Linked DNA regions of Sus scrofa: all the other regions are linked to region 1. A link is a contact called in public HiChIP or PLAC-seq and promoter capture Hi-C data. All regions are on one chromosome and are shown on one strand. Each heading gives the region's core, a stretch centred on a gene start, on an enhancer-like site or on the middle of the called end of the contact. The rest is flanking DNA. Distances are from core to core; before and after follow the strand shown.

Region 1 (3,788 bases), core at 939-3,438:
ACAGCCACAGCAATTCCAGATCCAAGCCTCGTCTGGGACCTACACCACAGCTCATAGCAATGCCAGATCCCCGACCCACTAAACGAAGCCAGGGATCGAACCCACATCCTCATGGATACTAGTCGGATTTGTTTCCAATGAGCCACGACAGGAATTCTCAGGTTATTCTTTAAAAACAATTTTTTTAAAGTGAAGTCTATTCTCCTGAGACAAATGTGGTCTGAGAGAACTGTTTTTTCATGTAAGGATTATGCATAGATTCAGAAAAGCAAGATATTACAAAATAAAGAATGTGCACAGTATTATTTAATTCTGCTGAATGTAAAAAATGCTTATCTCTAGATTGGATGATATTTTTTAAAAACAATTTTTTTAAACAATTTTTTTAAAGTGAAGTCTATTCTCCTGAGACAAATGTGGTCTGAGAGAACTGTTTTTTCATGTAAGGATTATGCATAGATTCAGAAAAGCAAGATATTACAAAATAAAGAATGTGCACAGTATTATTTAATTCTGCTGAATGTAAAAAATGCTTATCTCTAGATTGGATGATATTTTTTTCTTCCCTTTTTTTTTTTTTTTTTTAATCTTTTCTTTTTGGCCACAACTGCAGCATGTGAAAGCTCCCAGGCCAGGGTCCAAACCCATGCCACAGAAGTGACCAGAGCTACAGAAGTGACAATGCCAGATGAGCCACCAAGGGAACTCAAATATTACTTTTCTTTTTACTTTATTGCTTCATTTTCTTTTTACAATGATCACATGTCACTTGTTATTGTAGAAAATATAAGTTGTTTTTTAAAATAAAATTTGATTATGTTAAATTAGGATAAGACAATGAGAAGGTTAGCACTCAAATACTTTAGCTCACTAGGTCTAAAACAAACCCTAGGTGAGGCTCTGTTACTGCTCTCATCCCTGTCAGATCCCCAGAAGTTGGGGACGTAAAGAAACAAGGGGTATGGTACAAGCAGGAAGGGTTTGAGGTCATATGTACAGAAGGAAAGCAGAAGCTACAAGGAAAGCCAAGGATTTCCTGATCCTGGCCAGATCTCCGAGGCATATACCCCACCAAAACCCTCTGCTCCACTCAATAATCATTGTGTCTGTCTCACCCACCTAGATTGACCTTTCCTGCAAGCTTCCCCTTCCTAGGACATGTCTTTGCTAAATGCAGTGTTTTAAGAAAATCCAATGCCACATTTCTCCCACTCTCACCTATGGTGATACCATTCAAGTCCCCCATGCAGTTGCTGCTCTGTATCCTCCCAGTCCACCTGCATGGCAGTCCCAACTGGAAGATGGGCTCCTTCCCTAACCCCCAGGGAACATGTTCTGCCATTTAATGAACTCAATCTTCCCATCTATGAATCAGAGTACGATAACTGGAAAATATCCCTTCCGGTGTGGAAAAGAGTATCCTAACCACCATATGGAGGAATTGAGTTGTGAATGACTTTCTTTTCTTTTGTACTTCTAGGGGAATATCCTATATACATCCTGCAAGTCCAAAAGATGGAAAACTGAGCAGTCTTGTTTTCTTCTTGGTACTATAAGCTTCCTTATTAGGCAAGTATGTCAAATTTGTCATAAGTACCTAGCAAAAAGGCCATCTCAATAATTGCTTTATTAATGAGCTTATGTTTATGTTTAACTTATGTTTTATCTCATCTAATCTTAACCATATAAAATGTTTTATTATATATACATATATATGTAATTGTATGTATACATATAATGTAGATATATCCATACATACATATATATGTAATTGTATGTATACATATAATGTAGATATATACATACATACTTTACACACATTACCTGCATTATATACATTTTATATGTGTACGTGTGTATATATATACACATACACACATGTAACATATGTATCACTCATTATGTGTCAGGCACTGTGCTAAGTGCTGTAGATACGAAAGTCAACCAAAAAACAATGTCTTTGCCTTCAATGAGTTTCCAGTTTGGTGAGGAAACGCATTATACAAATACAAAGCTGAAACTAGGCAGAGTACAAAGATGGAGAGGTATCTGGTGCTGAGAACCAGTAACTGGGAAGTTAAGACTCCACAGTGTAAGTGAGGTCTGAACTGACCCTGAGAAATACGTTCACCAGCGAAAGGAAAGCGCTGAGACAAAAGAATTAAAGGCCAAGGTAGGGAGGGGCGGGGACGGGGTATTAATTCAATCCCAGGTCTACGAGATAGCTGCTGTTCCAAACCATTTCAACCTTGCCGGTAGAGACCGAGCCCCAGTCTCAAGAAGCTGAAAATCCACATCTGACCAGCAAAAAAGAAAAAGTTTTAAAGAAATAGGGGTAGTGCGGGTGATTTTACCGAAGCAGCCTGCCAGGAAACGAAGGCGACCTTGGAGACTTTGAGGACTAGCAGACAGGAGCTAAAGACCTCCCCCGGACCCTCGGAATAAGGTACAGGATTGACACAGACTCAGCTCAAAGCCCGAGAGGTGAGGAAATGTAAATGACCTAAATAACGGAGCGGGAAGCCCACAAGACGCACACTTCCTGCCCACCACTGCGGCTGCGCGCGCGCCGTTCCGGAAGCGGAAGTGCACAAAGGTCGGGATTGGTTTTCAAGATGGTGGGTCTCAATGTTCTGGTGTCTGGCTGTGGACGGCTACTCCGAGGGCTCCTGGCAGGCCCGGCCGCGACCAGCTGGGCTCGGCCTCCATCTCGCGGCTTCAGAGAAGGTGAGTCCTCGGTCCTGGTGACCTCCTAAGGTTGAAGTGAAGAAGGGAAGTTTGCTTCCTTAAGCCCCCTTGCGCCCCTCCCTCCCTGTCCTTCCTGCGGTTCTGAAACGTCGGAAATGCTGGCGCTCCCGAGTGCTTGAAATCCCTTTCCACATCATGATGCTGTAACCTTAATCTCTCACCCAGCGTGAGTGCCCTCACGGGGACGGAGATCGGAGAGAAAGGCTTGCTTATTTAGCAAGGGCAGAAAAGAAACATGTCCCAGGATTCAAAAAAGCTCTTGCTTAGCGTCTGCGTCGTAATTCGTTCCGTATTCTTCGGGCGGCCGCCTCCTTCATTAAAGGTTTCCTGCGCCATCCGGAAAGGACATCTCGATTAAAGATTCGTTCCTTCCCGAGGGCCTCCTTTTCCAGCTTCTCACCTGAAAATGCTGTAATCCAATAGTGGCTTTTCTGTCCAGTCTCCCTGAGAAGTAGAAGCTAAAGTGGAAAGGCGGCTGAACCGCTGAACTAGAGGCATATGCTGGATGGTGGTTCTACTTTTCATTAATCTTAAATCTTGGACAGGCAGCCTGATTCTAGTATTGAGCCGGGAGCTTACTGACGGCCAAGTTCTGTATTGAAAGCTTTCAAGGGATTTTGGAAAAAATGAAAATACAGCCCTTTTCCTGAGAAGTTAGGTTCTAATAAGGTGGTGTGTATATATTAGGAATTTACATGAGAAAGTACAGGGAGATTCAGTTACCGGAAACAGCAAACCCTATTAGAAGTTTTCATGAAGGGGATGTGTCTTTAATAAGCTCATAAAAGGATGGAATCTGGCAGTGAATGAAAAGATCTTTCAGGACAAAGCCTTCCTTTGTACACTGCTGGAAACAGGAAAGGATGAGTGATGTGCAAACGAAGTGAAGTGGGGTTTTTTGTTTGTTGCTTGCTTGTTTTTAAGATTCTGGCATAGTATTGACCATTACATCCTCTAACTAAAACTGAGATGTATCCAGAGGAAAATAGAGATCATTGTTGTCAGAGGGAGCAGAAAAGTCTAAAAAGAAGAGCCCATTG
Region 2 (3,788 bases), core at 556-3,055, 480 kb before region 1:
TGGCCAGACCTCCACCCAGAGGACCTAGGCAGGTGGCAGCACAGAGCCTCAAGGGCAGCCGGCCCCTCTGACCTCTCATCGCCACTTCCCAAGCGTCCTTCTCTTCTGGGGAACAAGGCGCCAAAGCTTTGGAACTGTCCTCTCTAGGTAGTCAAGAAGGCCAGGAGGGACAAAGCACACCCCCTCCCCCCAACAGGGCCTTTGCCCCACTCCGGTTCCGCGTCCGAATCTTTTCCCCACCGCACCCTCCAAGGCAGGCCCGGGCAGCTCATGAATGAACTGCACTGTGCGGGGCGCAAGGAGAGGACACGCTCCCGGGGCCAGTCGCCTCCCCAGTCCTCCAACCAGTCCCTAGTCGGGCTGGGGCAGCGGCCGGCCTCATGCCAGCACTCGCGAACCCTGCCTTTGCCGGAGCCCAAACCCCTACCCCGGGCCGACCTCGGGGGTACTCGGCCCCTGGAGCAGGAGAAAAGATAAAAGACACCGAGGGCATTGGACTTGGCGACAGTGGAATCCAAAACTCGGGGGCGGGGGCGGCAGATTCCCCACAGCGGCGGCGGGCTGATGGGGCGCAGCTGGAACCCCGGAGGGGCGCGGAGGGGACGCGCACCTGGACCGGGCAGGTGGGAGAAGAGAGGAGCTAGGGGGCCAGGGGAGAGGGGTCCCACCCCTCGGATCTCTCAAGGGGTGGGGACACAAGGCGGTGTACCTCTGGACCCCCTGTAGGGGGTGGAGGACTCATATTATTGCTTCAGGATGGTGCGGGGTTGGGGGCAGCGCCCGGCACCACTGGGTCCCGCGGGCCCGGGCACCTCTGGGTCCCGCAGGAGGCTGAAGGGAGGGGACGCGCAGCCGAGTCCGGGGTTTTTCTTTGGATGGTGGTGGGATCCTCAAAGAAAAGAGAGGGGGCCGGGGAAGGGTCGCGTACTCACCCCCAGGCGCAGACTCGGCTCCAGCTCCGAGCCCCGGGTTGGGGCGGGGCGGGGCTGGGGGAGGGGGAGGGGGAGTCGCTGGGCGGCTCGAGCTCCGGGCTCCTGCGGCGGCCGCGGCTGTGTCTGGGGGAGGGGGAGCGGGAGGAGGGAGGGGGAGGAGGAGGGGCGTGGCCACGAAGGTCCCACCCCCCACGCCAGCTCACGCAAGGCGCGCGCGCACTCTCAGATCGCCGCCCGCCCAGCTGGGTCCGATGCGCAGGCGCAGGACTACAGGCCGCGTGGGGGGGAAGGCGGCCCTGGGCCAGTGGGGCCTGCAGCGGGATATTCCAGGGCGGCGAAGGCGGTATGGAGTGGGGGGCGGGTAGGGGACGTCACGCTCCTAACTCTGCTGCTTCCCCTCTCTCTCTGCTCCCCGCAGTAGGGGAGGCGGACTCCCCTGGGTGGGTGAGGAAGGGGAGGATCTTGGGCCCTTTGGGGGCAGAGGGGCAGTGGGAGGGTCCCGACGGGGAGGGAGGCCTCTAACCCAGACCCTCCGCCCTCCCACTCCCCAAGGTCGCCCGGGCTCCCGTGGCCTCTGCGACCCCGCGCCCCCGCTTACCTACTTTCCCGAGGAAGGGGCGGGGTGCTGGCCGGCCACGCGAGGTGGCCTCGGTCGGTCACTCTGGCGCAGCTCCTCGGGTTTGTCTACTTCTCCCTTTCCTTTTCCAACCCGGGCCCTGAGATGACTTTGTGACTCGTTTGCTGGCACTTCTGTACTGTGGAGAATGAGTCCACCGCTTTCACTGTCATGCCGATGAGTGGCTCCCCCGGCCCCAGGGGGTTCCCAGGTTTCTCATTTCACCAGAGGCTGCATCTGCCAGGGATTAAGACTGGGAAGATGAGAGAGATGTGGGTGTGGGTGTGTCTGCGCGTGTGCATACTCCTGTATGTTACCCACAGGACAGATCACAAAGTCACACGGAGTACCAACTTGTTCGTTCAATTTTGGGTTCCTGGAAGGGTCTTATCCCTTCAGGCTTGAAGAGAGACAGTCTGGGACAGAAGAGAAATAGTGCTTTACACGATGGGCAGTAATTGAACTTTGCCACCCTAAGAGATTGAATGGACTGAATTGATAAAGGGTTTCACAAAAGAGCGACTTAGGCTGCTGGGGAAAAGTGGGAAGGTTGGGAGATGCTTCAGTCTGGGCTGCTGGACCGAGGAAGGGCACTGCCTACCTGGTGTGTCTGGTTCTTGTGGTTGGTCAGTGTCTTTGCTGTCTGCTGTTTTTTTTTTAAAAGAGTTCATTAGTAGCTTGTGGGATATAACTGTAAGGTTTTGATGCAGTTCAAACTGAATCCTCATTCAAACTGCATCCCGTTGGTTGATTGGAAGTCCATTTGGTGGATCGTGGCTATCATTTAAGAAATGGAGTTCCTGTCGTGGCGCAGTGGTTAACGAATCCGACTAGGAACCATGAGGTTGCGGGTTCGATCCCTGCCCTTGCTCAGTGGGTTAAGGATCCAGCATTGCCGTGAGCTGTGGTGTAGGTTGCAGACGTGGCTCGGATCCCGCATTGCTGTGACTCTGGCGTAGGCTGGTGGCTACAGCTCTGATTGGACCCCTAGCCTGGGAACCTCTATATGCCGCGGGAGCGGCCCAAGAAATGGCAAAAAGACAAAAAAAAAAAAAAAAGAAAAAAAGTGAAGAGTTCCTGTTGTGGCTCAGTAGAAACGAATCTGACTGGTATCAATGAGGACGCAATATTGATCCCTGGCCTCCCTCGTTAAGGGATTGGGCATTGTGGTGAGCTGTGGTGTAGGTCTCAGATGAGGCTTGGATCCTGTGTTGCTGTGGCTGTGGTGTAGGCTGGCAGCTGAAGCTTGAACTCCACCTCTAGCCTGGTTACCTCCATATACCTCGGGTGCACCCCTCCCCCCAAAAAAGAGACAGAAAAAGAAAAGAAGTGATGTAGAATAGAAAAAAAAAAAAGAATGAAATAGTGTTTCTGGATGCTTGCTTCCTCATATACACACACATGAGTGTGTATTATTAGGAAGTGTTGTACAGTGTGTTTCTGCGTGTCACAGAGAGGTACACAACACATCTGTTTCCTGTGTTCTCCTGTTTGCACTCTTGCCTTCCTCAGCCTGCATTTTCAGTCATTTGAAATTGTTCACGAGAATGCAGTTTATAGTACTAGGAATATACAGAAAAGAACAGAGTGGGGGGTTCCCATCGTGGCACAGCGGAAATGAATCTGACTAGAAACCATGAGGTTTAGGGTTTGATCCCTGGCCTTGCTCAGTGGGTTAAGGATTCAGTGTTGCCATGAGCTGTGGTGTAGGTGGCAGACCTGACTCAGATCTGGCACATTGCTGTGGCTCTGGTGTAGGCCGACAGCAACAGCTCCGATTAGACCCCTAGCCTGGGAACCTCCGTATGCCTCTGGAGTGGGTCTCTTTTTCTCAGGAAGGTTGTTACTACACCAGAAGAAGGACAGTTCACTCTTCACTTATGGGAGTAAGAACAAGAAGCATTTTGTTGGGGTAGGAAGTAGGTTGGATTACGTAGGAAGGACAGAAAGGGAGATGGGGTTAAGCTGTGTTTAGTAGACTGCCTGATGGAAGTAAGCTTTGTAGGTTTGGATTCTGGGAGCTGTTTGGGGTAGGAGCAAGCAGTTTTGGTGAAAAGGCATCTGTTCTTTTTGTGTTTTGTTTTTTTCCCCCCCTTGTTTGGAATCGTCCATTTTGTCCTTAGTGCTTCTTGGATGTATCTGTCCTATGAAACTTTTTATGTGGTGTGTTGGTTTTATGGTTGTAAAGCTGGTGTGATCCGTTGCTAGGTAGCACTAGTAATGGCTATCTGGAGTGGAAA
Region 3 (3,788 bases), core at 747-3,246, 420 kb before region 1:
CAACGCCCCGATACCGCCCTGGCACCACCTGGCCCCGCGTGTGAGACGTGATGGGGAGGTTGCCTGGTGGCCAGAGGCCGGGTGATGGGCTGTTGACCTGGGTCTCACCTCTTGGCAAGCTGGCCTTTCCTGAGACAGGGCAGTACTACACCAGGCTGTGACTCAGGCCTGTACCCCACCTCGAGCCCTGCCAAGCTTGAGATCTGTGTATGTGGGGTGGGGGTGGATTTGTCAATTGCAAACTCCTCTGGTGGGTCACCTTGTCTCCCAGTCCTGAGGAAGCCAGGCCATGAATAGAAGGTTCAGGGCTTCCGGCCCCAGCTGTTTCTCCCAGCCCACCACCCCAACAGAGGCTGGCGGTTTGGGACAAGGGACGGCCCCCTGGCAGGGCACAGCAGCTGTCAGAATCCGAGGGAGTGTGAGCCATCGGGGCAGGGGCAGGGACTCCTGGACCCAGGCAGGGCTATCCCTGGGTGTCCTGAGCCCCCATCTTCCAGCTTGGTTGCCTTCCCCTGTCCCTGAAAGCTGGCTCAAAACTCTTCAGCATGTCTCCCTTACTTGGGGCCAGCCCAGCCACCACTCTTCCTTGGCTCCTGGTTTTCATTTGTTTCTCTGAGTTTTTGTCCCCTTTTCCAGATCCATGAGTGCAGCAGCAAATGCAAATACATTTCCATCAGTTCCCAGTGGCCAGCAGAGGGCGCCTCCCAAAAGCCGGAGGTACCGGGGAGGGAGCGAATCCGCTTCCCTGGATCGAGGCACTGTGCAAAACCCAGGCTCATGGGTCCGATTGTGTGAAAGGAAACTGACCCAGGACGCCTTTCTTCCTGGCGATCTAGACTTAACCTGTCAGCAGAGGGCTAGAGATTGGACCACATGTTGAACCCAGGTGGCTGCCTTGGACGTGAACCCAGGTGGCCCCTGGAGGGCAGAGGATGAAGGCGCTGCCCCCTCCCAGCAGCCCAAATGAGGACGGGGCACTGGAGGTCGCCAGCTTTCCTCCCCTGACCCTGAGAGAAGTGTTGGGAGGGGCTGTATAGAATAGCTGGTGTCCCACCCTGTGGGAGGAGCTGCTGTGGACATCTGGGCCACATCTGGATTCCTGGCAGCACCGGGGGGCTGGTCTGTCTGGGATCTTCCAGAGATATATCATCCATCCTTTGGTGGCTTCTAATCACTGCATTCTTGGGGAGCTCTTTACACACAGGTGTATAGGACACAGCCCCGTAAGGCCAGTGAATTCATGCCAGTCCAGGGGGGATCCTCCTAATATTCAGTCCTTTGGACATAGAGCAGCCTGTTCTTCGGGGCCATCAGACCTTTCTGCCGCCCTCTTCGAGTGCGTGTATGAGACGCTGGGCTTACCCCTGTGGAAACCCTGGGAAATAGACTCCAGCGTCCATCCTGTCCATCTCCCTTCCTCCGGGAGGGTGGTAAGAGAGAGGAGGATGAGGCTACAGTACCTCTTAGGGACCCCACCCCATGAAAGGCGGAATGGAGAAGCACTGGCTGTGGGTCATCTCACTCACACAAAAGCCTGGGAATGGTACTGGAAGGGGAAGAGGGGAGCGGGGACAGCAGGAGTGGTTCTTTCTTGGGTTTGGGTTTTGGGTTTTGGGGGAAAGGACAACACGGAGAAAAACCCTCTTGGTCGGCTAGGTTCCGAGACGTCCAGGGAGGGAACAGGGGGCTGGCCGGAATGGCCTTGAAGTAGGGAGCGACGGCGAGGGGGGGAGGGGGAGAGCGTGGCGCCCACCCAGGGTCCCCTCGCAGCCCCTCTCCCCCAGCCCTCGGCGTCCCGTCCCGCCACGGCCCCTCCTCCAGACCTGGGCGCCGCCTCCCCCTCCCCTCCTCCTCCCCCTCCCACCCGGCGCTGCAGCTGCTGCCGACGGACCATTCTGCACGTAGCGAATGGAGGAGACGCACAAGGGAGGCCTCAAGTGCGCGCGCGCGGGAGCCGGAGCCGCACGGGCGGGGGAGCGGCTGCGGGTGCGCGTGCGCGTGCGGCGCCGGCCCGGAGCGCGCGCGCCGGTCCCTGGAGCGCGCGGCTCCTCTGCGCGCGGTGGATGGGGATGCTCGGTGGTGGGGTACCCTCCGCTCCGGGTCATCCTCTGCATTCTGTCCGCCTTCCAGCAAACCCTACCTCTCCCCAGGCCCCTTTTCATCATCCACTCCAACGGCACGGACCTTCGCGCGCAGTAGGCGCTTCACGGTAGCTGGGTGCTGAAATGAATTGATTCTCTAGCCCTCTTCATCCCCTGGGTCATTGTTTGACAGTTGGCTGGGTCCTGGGCTGGGGGTCACAGACGGCTGAAAACTCTGGTCCCTTGGGGACTAGATTCACAACTCTATAGTTCCACCTTTGCCCCAGGAGCTCTCAGCTGTACCAGAATCCAGGGCAGGCCATACGAGGCCTCTAGAGGCCCTTGACAGATGGCTGTCAAGGACAAACAAATGAGTTCTTTGACCTCTATCCCTGTCACCTCTTCCCTCTGTATGTCACCTGTACAACTCCCACTCCCTGCGGCATCCAGGAGAGGACTGGGCTCTGCCCACACTGCTGGCAAAGGTGTGGTATGGTGAACACAGTCTGTGGGGAGAGGACATGCCAGCCTGTGACAGGCAGTGCTCATCTTGGAAGTGATCTCCTAATTCCCCAGGCACCCTCCCCACTTTCTGAGCTCCTGACCCTGGAAGCTGGTAAATGGGTGGCCTGGAGGCTGCCCCTTCCTTCCCTAGTTGGCATAGGCTGGCACCTCACTCCACCCTCCCTGCCCCTCAGAGGCATGGGATGAGGCCTCTCTGTGCTGCTCCGGCCTTGGGCAAGGCAGGTGCAGGCCCTTGCAAAGGTTGTTTTTTTTTTTTTTTTTAGGGCCGCACCCATGGCATATGGAAGTTCCCAGGCTGGAGGTGGAATCAGAATTGCAGCTGCTGGCACAGCCACAGCCACAGCAATGCCAGATCCAAGGCACATTTGTGACCTATGCCACAGCTTGCGGCAACGCCAGATCCTTAACCCACTGAGCGAGGTCAGGGATGAAACCCACATCTTCATGGATACTAGTCAGGTTCTTAACCTGATGAGCCACAATGGGAACTCCTCAAATGGGGGGTTTGAATAGGACTGGCCACCTGTTGGACCTCCTGTTAGAGGGGATGAGTTGAAGGGGACTGGCTGGTGGCATGTGGGGTGAAGGTGGCTGAGGGTTTTTTCTCACATGTTAACTTGACCTTGCTCAAATTTTCTCATTGAGCCTCAGTTTCCCGTCTAAGGGGAGCACAGCTTTCACCTAGTGGAGCTGTTGAGGATTAATGTGGAGTCTGCATATAACATGCTTCACGTGTTGGAGGCAGGTGCTTTGTAAGAGCTAAATCTTTTTTTTTTTTTTAAATTATTGTGTGTGGACTGTCTGGAAGGCTGGGGACATTTCCTTCAGCTATGTTTCCAGAGAGAGTGAATACATATTCCAGATCTCCTTGGAATTTGGAGGTGGGTTTTGCGAAAACTACAGAGAAACCAGTAATATGTCATACTTCTGTCATCTTCTAAGAATGAACCATTTCATGCTAGTTTTCCAGACATTCATATCTGAGACCTTAAAAAGAGATATTTGGGATGGAAATCACTAGTGGATATTACACACTTTCCTGCCTTCTTAATCAGAGGTTATAGAACATGTGAGTTCTTATGACTCAGAGCTGTGGTTGCAAGTGTCCATCATGATCCCTGGTTGTAATACAGAGAAAATCCCAAGTCTTGTTTCACCCTACACTAAAGGCTTATTCTATGA
Region 4 (3,788 bases), core at 890-3,389, 340 kb before region 1:
ATGACCGGTCACTAGGTGCAAAAGATCCCACTGCCATGTCTTTCCCAGTTAAAGAACAAATGTTATGATTTTTTTCCACAAAAAGCCCACGTTGAAGAAGAATTTTTTTTTGTCTTTTTAGAGCCACACCTGCCGCATATGAAGGTTCCCAGGCTAGGGGTCAAATTGGAGCTTCCTGCCGGCTTACATCATAGCCACAGCCACGTCAGATCTGAGCCACGTCTGCAACCTACACTGCAGCTCATGGCAATGCCGGGTCCTTTAATCCACTGAGGGAGGCCAGGAATTGAACTTTCATCCTCATGGATACTAGTCAGGTTTGTCACCTGCTGAGTCACAATGGGCACTCACAGACATTTACTTTTTTATTCAGCGTTTGCTATCTGCCAGGCATACACAAACTATCTTTGAAGGATGTGGCAGTGTTGCCATTTCACAGACAAGAAAGCAGAGGCTCAAATGTGTTGAGCAAATTCCCAAGGTCACAAAAGAAGCTTAATGGAGGGGATTTGGCGCTGTAACTCCAGCAGATGGGGGGTCCCTGAAGGCAGGGCTGTGTCTCCCCATCAGCGTGGGCTCTGGGGTTTCTACACGTAGGGGTTTGGGGAAGAGCTTGTCTTTTTTTTTTTGCCTTTTCTAGGGCCGCTCCTGCTGCACATGGAGGTTCCCAGGCTAGGGGTCTAATCGGAGCTGTCGCCACCAGCCTGTGCCAGAGCCACAGCAATGCAGGATCCAAGCCGCGTCTGTGACCTACACCACAGCTCATGGCAGCCAGATCCTTAACCCACTGAGCAAGGCCAGGAATCAAACCCGAAACTTCATGGTTCCTAGTCGGATTCGTTAACCACTGCGCCATGATGGGAACTCCGGGAGGAGCTTGTCTTGAACCTGACTTTCACAGCACACACACTGATTTCTTGGAGTGAGCGGGAGGGGGGTGGTTGACTTGGCCGCTCTGCTCCCTCTCCTGGCACTGACCCCTCCACCTAGCTCAGGGCTCTGCCCATGGGCATGCCATGGCATGGGACTGTGGATCTGGGGGGTGAGGGAGGGCGGGGGAGAGGTTATGGATCAGAAGGACCTGTTCCTTTGGCAGCTGTGCTGGAATCAGTGCTAGAGGGCACCCCCTCAACTCCTTCCCCTGCTTCCTGGCCTGGCCCCCTGGGGGTCAGGACTGAAGGGCTGAGCCATGCTGAATGGAGAGCGGTGCCCTACTCCTTGCCAGGAGGACCAGCTGGAAGAGGTGCTTCCTTTAAGGGTGTGTAGAAGGTCAGAGCGTAGGGCACCCCAGCACCGCCCTGGACCAGGTGCTTCTCACCCGCCCACGCCTTGCCAGCAGGAGCTGGGTCATATGATAGGGACTGGGGACACAGGGTGGCAGGTGTAATAGGAGCCGACATCCTCCTCGGCCTGCCCTGTGACTATATTAAGTTCTATGCCCGCCTCCCCTCTGCCCTGCCCCCAGGACTTTCCCTCGCCCCCCACCCAGAGGATCCTGCATGCAGACCATGCAGACGGACGAGGAGGAGTCGGAGGAGTCTGTTCCTCTCCCCATCTGCTGTCCTAGGAGAGGGGCAGGAGCCTAATGAGGGCAGAACCAGAGGGTGGGGAAGCGGAGGCAGTAAATTTAGGCCTTGGGTGCTAATGAGCTGTAGAGGGAAGCGCCTGGGGTGGGGGGCCGGATGCTGCCTGTTCCTGAGGCCTTAGCACCCCTCCCCCACTGCCACCCACTGCGTGTCCCCCATCCCCCTGCTGCCACCCACACACATCACCCAGGGCACACACTTGCCAGCAGCTGAGACGCGATTTATGCTTTTCCAGGCCCACTGCAACGGTCCCTTGCACATGTGTACCCCAGGAGCCCATTACCACCCTCGAACTCTGTCCAGGTACCCACGCCAGCACACAGACACCCAGGCCTGCACACAGGCACCCAAACCTGCACAGAGGCACTCGCGTCTGCACACAGGACTCACATCTGCACACAGGCACCCATGCATGCTTGTAGCCCCGTGGGCTCACATATACACCATTGGCCATTTCTCGAAGCCCCTGGAGCCTGTGGCTGAAGCAGAGGAGCCCTGGGGCTGCAGGGAGCTGGGGGATGTAGTCTGGGGGATGCAGGGCTTTGCACCCCATGCCTAGACCTAAGGGCTCAGTCTCTGTCTCCAGCTACCCACACTGGGACTCACCACCCCTGGGGTGAGGGGCCAGAAGCCCCAGGAAGCCCTGCCTTCTCCCCAGAGTGAGGGCAGAGGACAGGACAGGGTTTATTAATAACCTCACTCCTGACTGGGAAGGCCTGTGCCGAATCCCCAAACTCAAGCCAATCAGAGCAGAACTTTCCAGGAATGTCACCCCAAAGCAAGCATTCCTCTGACTCCAGGGATATTTCCCTCTGCTGACTTCATCCTCTCGGTGCGTGGGGCTCCTGCCAGGCTGCCCTGGCTCTGCCCCGCAGGCCCTCTGTCACCTGGCAGCTGACATCTGCCCTGGCTGCCGCCCAGAGAAGGTCACAGCATGTGGGTGATGGGGCCGGGATTAGAAGTGCTTCCTCTGTCACCCAGCTTGTCTGCTCCCTGCTCCCCCAAATCGAGGACCGCTGAGCCCTCTGTGTTGGGAGTCACCCACCCATGGCACCATGACGCCGCCCTGGCACCTCACTCCACACCTCACTCCACACCAGGAGGAGCCCTGAAGGTGGTGAGCCTGGGCCGGCTTTCTGGCCTGGTGACCTTGGGCAAGCAGAATGTGCCTGGTTTGTGGCTCAACTTCATCCTTCATAAAATGAAGATAAAAAAGTCCGCCCAAAAGTGGCTGTGAGGATGAGGGTGTGTGATGGCTGCTATGAACTATAAAGGGCTGTGCAAGAGTCTATAAAGGAAGTGGATTTTAGGCTCCTGCCTCTCTCACTAATTCCATTCCCATCTTCGTCCCCACCACCACCATCACCGACACATCCATCTCCGTTCCACTGTCACCTCCTCCGTCACACAATCACTGCCATCAGCTTCAGCACCATCACTCTGCTCCCACACCAGGACTTCCATCACCACCCCCAAGGTGTCACCACTCCATCATTCCAAGAACTCTTTTCAACATGTCCACTGTTCAAGGTCATGTTCAAGAGCTTTTGGAGATTAGTTCTGCCCAGGGTCCCCCCCCCCACACACACACCAGGGTCCCATACACCGGGAATGGCCTCTGTCTCTCACTTCCTCTGAGCCCTGACACACCACTCATCTCTGCCAGGAACTGTGCCTGAGTCAACTCGGCCTTACTCCGATTACTTCTGTACACTGTGGCTCAGCTTCACTTGGCCCCTTCCTGGGCAGTGTGTATGCGTGTGTACTCATACCCACACTGTTTAAACTGGTCTCTAATGTCAGCCTCCACCCAGATGTCCTACACAGAGATGGTGGCTTTGGGTGCCACTCCTGGCTCTGACACTTTCTAGCTGTGGGACTTGGGACAAGCCAGATCTCTTTGTGCCTCCATCTTCCAAACTATAAACTGCATTTAGTTATACCATGTCTCAGAGAGTTGTAGTGAGGAGTCCTGAGATGTTGTAGATAACAGCACTTAGATGTTGTAGATACAGCAAGCGCATAGTAAGTGCTCTAAACATTAGTGATCATTCTTGTTGTTGTTGTTATTATTATTATTATTTTGCTTTTTAGGGCCGCACCTGCGGCATATGGACGTTCCCAGGCTAGGGGTCAAATCAAGAACTACCCGGCCTATGCCACAGCCACAGCAATGCAAGATTCAAGCCGCGTCTGTGACCC

Evidence for each region. Promoter capture Hi-C pulls out the DNA fragments that hold promoters and counts their contacts. HiChIP or PLAC-seq counts read pairs in DNA pulled down with a chosen protein or histone mark.
Region 2: a contact with region 1 is called in a promoter capture Hi-C map of fetal liver, with 4 times the contacts expected there. The contact joins the promoter of TMEM63B here to the promoter of MRPS18A in region 1. A contact is called at or near these places in 2 of 5 promoter capture datasets (fetal liver and liver) and 1 of 2 datasets of contacts at active chromatin or transcription factors (alveolar macrophages).
Region 3: a contact with region 1 is called in an H3K27ac HiChIP or PLAC-seq map of alveolar macrophages. The contact joins the enhancer-like site here to the promoter of MRPS18A in region 1. A contact is called at or near these places in 4 of 47 Hi-C or Micro-C datasets (fetal liver, psoas muscle, retroperitoneal adipose tissue and 1 more) and 2 of 2 datasets of contacts at active chromatin or transcription factors (alveolar macrophages and skeletal muscle).
Region 4: an H3K27ac HiChIP or PLAC-seq map of alveolar macrophages shows a contact between it and region 1. The contact joins the promoter of C7H6orf223 here to the promoter of MRPS18A in region 1. A contact is called at or near these places in 1 of 47 Hi-C or Micro-C datasets (embryonic fibroblasts) and 2 of 2 datasets of contacts at active chromatin or transcription factors (alveolar macrophages and skeletal muscle).

Annotation. Positions count from the first base shown.
Region 1 is chr7:38,655,872-38,659,659 of Sscrofa11.1, reverse strand. It overlaps MRPS18A (39S ribosomal protein S18a, mitochondrial), which reads left to right and starts at 2,188. Exons shown (of 7, transcript XM_021098784.1): 1 at 2,188-2,727. The coding sequence starts at 2,629.
Region 2 is chr7:39,135,701-39,139,488 of Sscrofa11.1, reverse strand. It overlaps TMEM63B (CSC1-like protein 2), which reads right to left and starts at 1,805. Exons shown (of 24, transcript XM_005666056.3): 1 at 1,531-1,805. MRPL14 (39S ribosomal protein L14, mitochondrial) reads left to right here and starts at 1,153. Exons shown (of 3, transcript XM_001929561.5): 1 at 1,153-1,275.
Region 3 is chr7:39,077,384-39,081,171 of Sscrofa11.1, reverse strand. No RefSeq gene overlaps it. Among named protein-coding and RNA genes, the nearest start is that of TMEM63B, 58 kb to the left of the region's middle. Within about 2 kb of position 1,996, at least 37 of the 83 cell types and tissues checked have an H3K27ac peak or open chromatin away from gene starts, as enhancers often do. A contact at or near this core is called in alveolar macrophages and retroperitoneal adipose tissue, where this site is marked.
Region 4 is chr7:38,991,792-38,995,579 of Sscrofa11.1, reverse strand. C7H6orf223 reads right to left here and starts at 2,139. Exons shown (of 5, transcript XM_021100037.1): 1 at 1,977-2,139. The coding sequence starts at 2,139.